2 separate regions of the Drosophila melanogaster genome follow, and region 2 is linked to region 1. Evidence: chromatin contacts called from public Hi-C data. All regions are on one chromosome and are shown on one strand. The core of a region is the stretch at or near the end of the contact, and the rest is flanking DNA. Distances in the headings are between cores, read along the strand shown.

The links. A called contact is a pair of places that touch in the nucleus more often than the background predicts.
Region 2: a Hi-C map of the Kc167 cell line shows a contact between it and region 1, with 6 times the contacts expected there. The contact joins the promoter of CG5478 here to the promoter of Hmt-1 in region 1. A contact is called at or near these places in 21 of 107 Hi-C or Micro-C datasets (the D17-c3 cell line, the Kc167 cell line, the OSC cell line and 6 more) and 4 of 6 datasets of contacts at active chromatin or transcription factors (the Kc167 cell line and the S2 cell line).

What each region holds. Positions count from the first base shown.
Region 1 is chr3R:15,856,141-15,858,840 of dm6, forward strand. Hmt-1 (Heavy metal tolerance factor 1) reads right to left here and starts at 1,330. Exons shown (of 6, transcript NM_142246.3): 1 at 1,190-1,330; 2 at 498-813; 3 at 243-442; 4 at 1-182. The coding sequence starts at 797. It overlaps CG31183, which reads right to left. Exons shown (of 9, transcript NM_001300413.1): 9 at 1,731-2,700. The coding sequence ends at 2,191.
Region 2 is chr3R:15,932,346-15,935,223 of dm6, forward strand. CG5478 reads right to left here and starts at 1,389. Exons shown (of 1, transcript NM_142256.2): 1 at 355-1,389. The coding sequence starts at 1,341. The coding sequence ends at 550. It overlaps Fbxl7 (F-box and leucine-rich repeat protein 7), which reads left to right. Exons shown (of 5, transcript NM_142255.3): 5 at 1-542. The coding sequence ends at 158. blp (black pearl) reads left to right here and starts at 1,502. Exons shown (of 3, transcript NM_001300420.1): 1 at 1,502-1,587; 2 at 1,658-1,969; 3 at 2,030-2,595. The coding sequence starts at 1,807. The coding sequence ends at 2,292. It overlaps Sap47 (Synapse-associated protein 47kD), which reads left to right and starts at 2,755. Exons shown (of 8, transcript NM_169688.3): 1 at 2,755-2,878.

The DNA.
Region 1 (2,700 bases), core at 80-2,579:
CGTTCCTGAAAGCAGATCCTGTCTGCACGTTTCCCTGCGATTCGTTGGCGGTATCATTGTCCAGCCGCTGATGTGGATTGTACGGGGCCATGATGCCAGGAGCTTTCAGACCCAAAACGAAGATGAGCAGGGAGCACAGGAACCGGGTGACAAACAAGCCCATCTCAATTTGATCCTTGTTCCTGCGAGTAGTAAAGGCGGTACTATAGATTATCCGTTTTACAGCCGTTTGCATTACTTACGTTTTTAGGTGGAACCACCAGTCCTCGTGGCGCAAATTTATGAAGGCCAGCGACTCGTTAATGAAAGCCAACGTCCAGAATAGCAATAGAACAAGTCCATGTCCTCGGGTGGGCATTGAGGGCAGCTGGTAGTAGCGCTCCTTGAGTATCAAACAGATGCTGAACGGGTAGGAGAAGCACACAACGCAAGTGGAGAAGATCTGCAGAAAAGATTTCGATCAGTAATTGTTTCTTCTTGATCATTTTCATACTTACCATATAGCCGTACACCGCACTATCTGGATAAATACGTGCATTCATCAGAAACCGCAATAGAGCCAAAACCGGGAGCAGGAGCAACAGAAAGAGTTGCATCGCGAACAGTCGTGACTTGGAGATTTGCGTGGGATCCGTAATCCTGGTGGCATACTTCCGGTACATCAGCAACTGAATGCTGCCGAAGAGCAGAAGGAATCCACCGTATACCGCCGGTCCCACGGTGTCCATGAAGCAATGCGAGATGCCATGCTGCGTCCACACCTCGCTGAGGGTCACGTTGGGCGGGCAGTACAGCATGGTGAAGTCGGTGTACCTGCGCGGCGACGAGGAAAGGCAATTGCGGAACGATAAGCTCTGATAGAAACGTGCCAGATAAAGTGGAGCTGTCACTGGGAAACAGCTCGGTGAACACAATTGCTTTGTTTTATGGGCTGGCGGCAATTTCGCAATTATTCACCCAAATTATCAGACGCCCCCAAAGGGGAAATCACTATTTTTTTCCTCCGGGTAAGCGGAGTGCAGATTGTGAATTGATAATTGGTGCCCTTGCAGCACGGCACCAAGAGATCCGAAATACCCTGGAGTCCGGCAACCGTGGAAACTGCAACTCATCCAGCCCATTGGATATGCTAAATTATGCAATGTTGCGTATGCTCGATTCGCCGGCGGGTCTAGTGCTCCCCTCTTACCCGCTATAAGAAGTCGCGATCTGGTGGAAACACCGCAATCAGTCGTGTGACAGGTGATAACTCAACTAATGGACAACTGGCGGGCAACTCCGACCCAATCACCACCAACTACGATCAACATAAATAATTTTGACCCAAGGGTTCGGTATGGCCGTTTCTGCTTACACACAACATACCACATACACATTGTACAGTGGAAACAGGTGAGATTCATTTAAATGAACATAGCTTAATATATAACATTTTCGATTGCTATAATAAATTCAGGGAGAGTTTGTTTAAGTGATTTAATTTTAAGCTATCAAAGGTTTAAAGTAATTCTCTTATCAAATTGAAGGTAACAAATTTTCTGGAAACGGTCACGCTAGCTTTCAGCCCTGGTTTTCAGCTTGGCGCCCAGTTTTCAAACCATTTTCTTATCAGAATTTGCGATTACTTTACCATTCCTGGTTTTCAACACACCATCTTATCAGAAATTGTGATTATTTCAATATTCCTTGTTTTTAAAACCCTATTTCGACATACTGCGGGTAAAATATACAGATTATATAGATTTCTTTATTCGTCAATTCTCAAAATAAATATTCAATGTTCATCTAATACTTTACATTCAAGAAATTTTCACAAATTGTCTACGCTTAACCTTAGGTAATAACTAAGCTAAGTTTTTGAGTTTGTAGAGAATGAATATTCAAAGCACAAGGAACAAATTGATTGGGAGTAAGTTTCTATTTACATCTAGAGTTGCCTTTTTTGTTTTTATTTTTGTTTAATTTGAGGTTTGGTTAAATATAAAATTCGCTACTTATGAGTAAGGGGATGGGGCGATTAAAACCTAGGAAACATTTTAGAAGATTTCCCGTACGAATTTCGAATTTGATTCGGTCGACTATTGACTAACCACTAACTTGTTCAACTTGGGTTTAACTTATTATCACAAACAAGTACATTTAATATGCATATGATTACAGTGAAGAGGGAGTCGACTCCCCCCCATACAGCTATGAGTTGATCTTGGCCAGCAGTGGCTGGGTGACGGCACTGCCCGCCACCGGTGGGCACTGCTGCTTGTAGCTCTTCACCAGGAAGCCGTAGTGGCTGCTGTCCGCCGGAATGTTCTGGCCACTGCCGCTCCGTTGCGGACTGGCGGCCACCATCTGTGGAATCGGTGGAGGAGCAGCCAGCGGCGGCGGTGTGGGCAGCAGTGGGGTCTCGTCTCCTTCAGCAAACTTGATCCTCAGCTGCCCACTGCCCATGCTGCCCGTTTCGGGGCCTGGGGAGGCATTGGCCTCACTCCTGGCGCTTGTCAGCAGCGTTGAGATCGTGGGCGAGGGCTTCAGCCGGGTGCGTTGGACACCCAGTGGCGGCGGCTGCAGGATACCGCTCAGATTGGAGCTGGAATTCGAGTGCACATAGCCGTGGCTATTGTTATTGAGGTGATGGTGGCTCTTGAGTGCTCCGCTCAGCGGCAGCCGGAAGTGTGCCAGCTCCCAGCTATCGGAGGTTTCCTC
Region 2 (2,878 bases), core at 139-2,638, 76 kb after region 1:
TGATCACGGACCGCGGGGTGCAGTGTATCGCATATTATTGTCGCGGTCTCCAGCAACTGAATATCCAGGACTGTCCGGTTTCCATCGAGGGCTACCGGGCGGTCAAGAAGTACTGCAAGCGCTGCATCATCGAACACACAAATCCGGGATTCTGTTGAGATGTTCCATAGCCGGCGGTAGACACCACAAAGCACAGAGGCAGGCCATATGAGCACAGATATAAAGGGAATTTATGGGCAAAGAAAACTCTTGAAAAACAAAATAGTTGATGAAGTGGCAGGCAAATTTTAGCCATACACGGACTTTTGGGTCCTCAAGTCCCCAAGTCTTAGTTCAATGATTAACCGATATAATCTATTGGTTTGGATATAATTTAAATTGTTCTCTGTAATCAGCCACCACTTTGCCCGAGCTAAATGAGATTATTGTAAATTGTATATATCAAACTGACGCAGGACAGAACTAGCGTAGCATAGAGCATGTTCAGTAGACTATGTCTAAGTAGACTAATTCTTGGAGTAATAAATTATTTTCCCCACCAGAAACGGTTCAGTGCTTGGATTTTGATTTTTTCGCCTTTCTCCCCAGAGCGTCGAAAATGTTTGGTTTCAATTGCGGCACATGGTCAAGGATGTACGGAGGACGTACGTCCATAATTTCCCGCGTGTAGTGGTTGCCGTGCTTGGTCTTGCGCAGCCGATCCAATTCGATGGTAGCCTTTATTGACGGCCTGGAGCCCTCCGCTGGAGTGATCTTTATCTTGGTGCAGTGCCCCCGCTCCAAATAGTTAATAGTGGCGATCAGGGAATGTATATCAGCGATGACGGACGAGGTCTGCTCGTGGATTTTTAGCAGAGCCTTCAGATTGGCATATATCCTGGCCAGCCGTTTGTCCACGGGGGATTGATTATTAGGATCACAGTTCTTTTTCTGATGCGGAACTGAGTACTTGATGAACTGGCGTTCGTTGCCCTTCGGTGGTTCAGGAGTCTCCTTGCACGGCTTGGGCACCAACCGCTCCGACACCTCCATCAGTCGCACCTGCTCATCCAAACTGCTCAAGGGCAGCTTTCGCATTATGCGGCGCAGCTGCTTGCGCTTTTTGGGCGTGAGCAGGTGGTGGTGCTTCTGAAAGCGCTCCACTCCGCGGTGCAAGTTCTCCATCATCTTTACCCAAACGTCCATGCTCCTGCTCTCCGCCTCGATTTCATTCTGGAGTCGTACGCGCTTTGAGCGAAAATGCCGTATTTGTCGTTGTAGCGACTTCGTCTGATTCTGATCATTCAAATGCTCGCGGACCAGACGGTCGTAGTCCTTTTTCCAGTTCGGTTCCTGAATCATTGGCTTAACTAGGGAATTTCGAATTTTTAAAAACGATAACTGACAAATGCTATCGATGACAAAGTAGTCGTGGTAAAAATATTTAAATAATTGGTTTTAAAAATATTTCGATTCTCGATGATATAGCTATTATATATATCGATAGCTAATTATGAAAGCCGTGTACCATCTCCAATCAGCTGTTTCACCTGCTTTTCGCCGCCTGCTCGTTAGTAAATATCTGGAGTAAAAGCTAAAATTTACCTGGTAGCTCAATACAATTATAAATCACATTCGAAATTAAGTGTTAAAAGTTACGTATGCATTTTTTTAGAAGGACGCCTTTTAAATAGTACAATTGGAACACGGAGGGTCACTACGGTGTTGCGTAATTAAAGCGACACGTTTTCTGAGACCCAAAATTAAGCTGTACACATAGAATGCCGGTGTTTTGACGTACGAATCCAAGGAATACAAGAAACCGTCATGGCCAAGTATATCGCCCAGATCATCGTGTTGGGCGCCCAGGCAGTGGGAAGAGCCTTTACCAAGGCGCTGCGCCAGGAGATCGCCGCATCTCAGGAAGCAGCACGACGGGCGGGTGGTGGCAAGCAGGGCGACAAGAGCGCCGAGTCCAACCTGCGCACAGGTGAGTCTTGGACACAGTCATGCTATCTATTTCACTATTTACACCTACTTATCAATGCAGGCATGACGCTGGAGGAAGCCAAGCAGATCCTGAATATAGATGACCCCAAAAACGTGGACGCTATCACCAAGAACTACGAGCATCTGTTTCAAGTCAACGAACGCTCCAAAGGCGGCTCCTTCTATATCCAGTCAAAGGTTTTCCGGGCGAAAGAGCGGCTGGACCATGAGATTAAGGCCCATGAGCAGCCGAGGTCGTCAAATACGGAAGCAGCGCAAGATACGGCGGAGGAGTCTCAGAGCAGATCGCGGCAGCGACGCTGAGTATCCTTGTTGTCCCAATCGAACTAATTAGCTGATAATTGATTTAAAAACTACGTGTTAAGTACAAAAAATGAAAGTCTGTTGCTGTAAATAGAGATTTACGAACATGAAGACAAGTGTAAACACTTTCTGAGAAGAGCTCGACTTTCCAGGAACACAAATGTAATGGAATTCTTGTAAACTAACACGGATTAGCTCAGGCGGTTAGGTATAAATATTTTACTCTCAGGCCAGGTAACTAGAATCGGATCGATTTTAAGATCACGCTTCTTGGGGTTTGAAAATAAAAATATTTTAAGTATCAACAAAGTTCCATGTCTTGATCTAGCTATAGCTAAAATTATGCTGATGTAAATAAACTAATGCTGCAATGGGCTTCCAAACTTTCGCAATAGGAACTTGGAAATTTTAAAATCAGCTGTTGCAGAAGCCAGAGATGCGCGAACATATCGGTAGAGCTATCGACCGACAGCAGTCAGCTGTTCGATGGGCAGCACTGGCCGAGAACAAACCGAAAATAATCATTACTGGTGCGCAGTTGTTGTTTCCATAGACGTGTCAATTGTTTGTCTAATTGCGCCAGCAG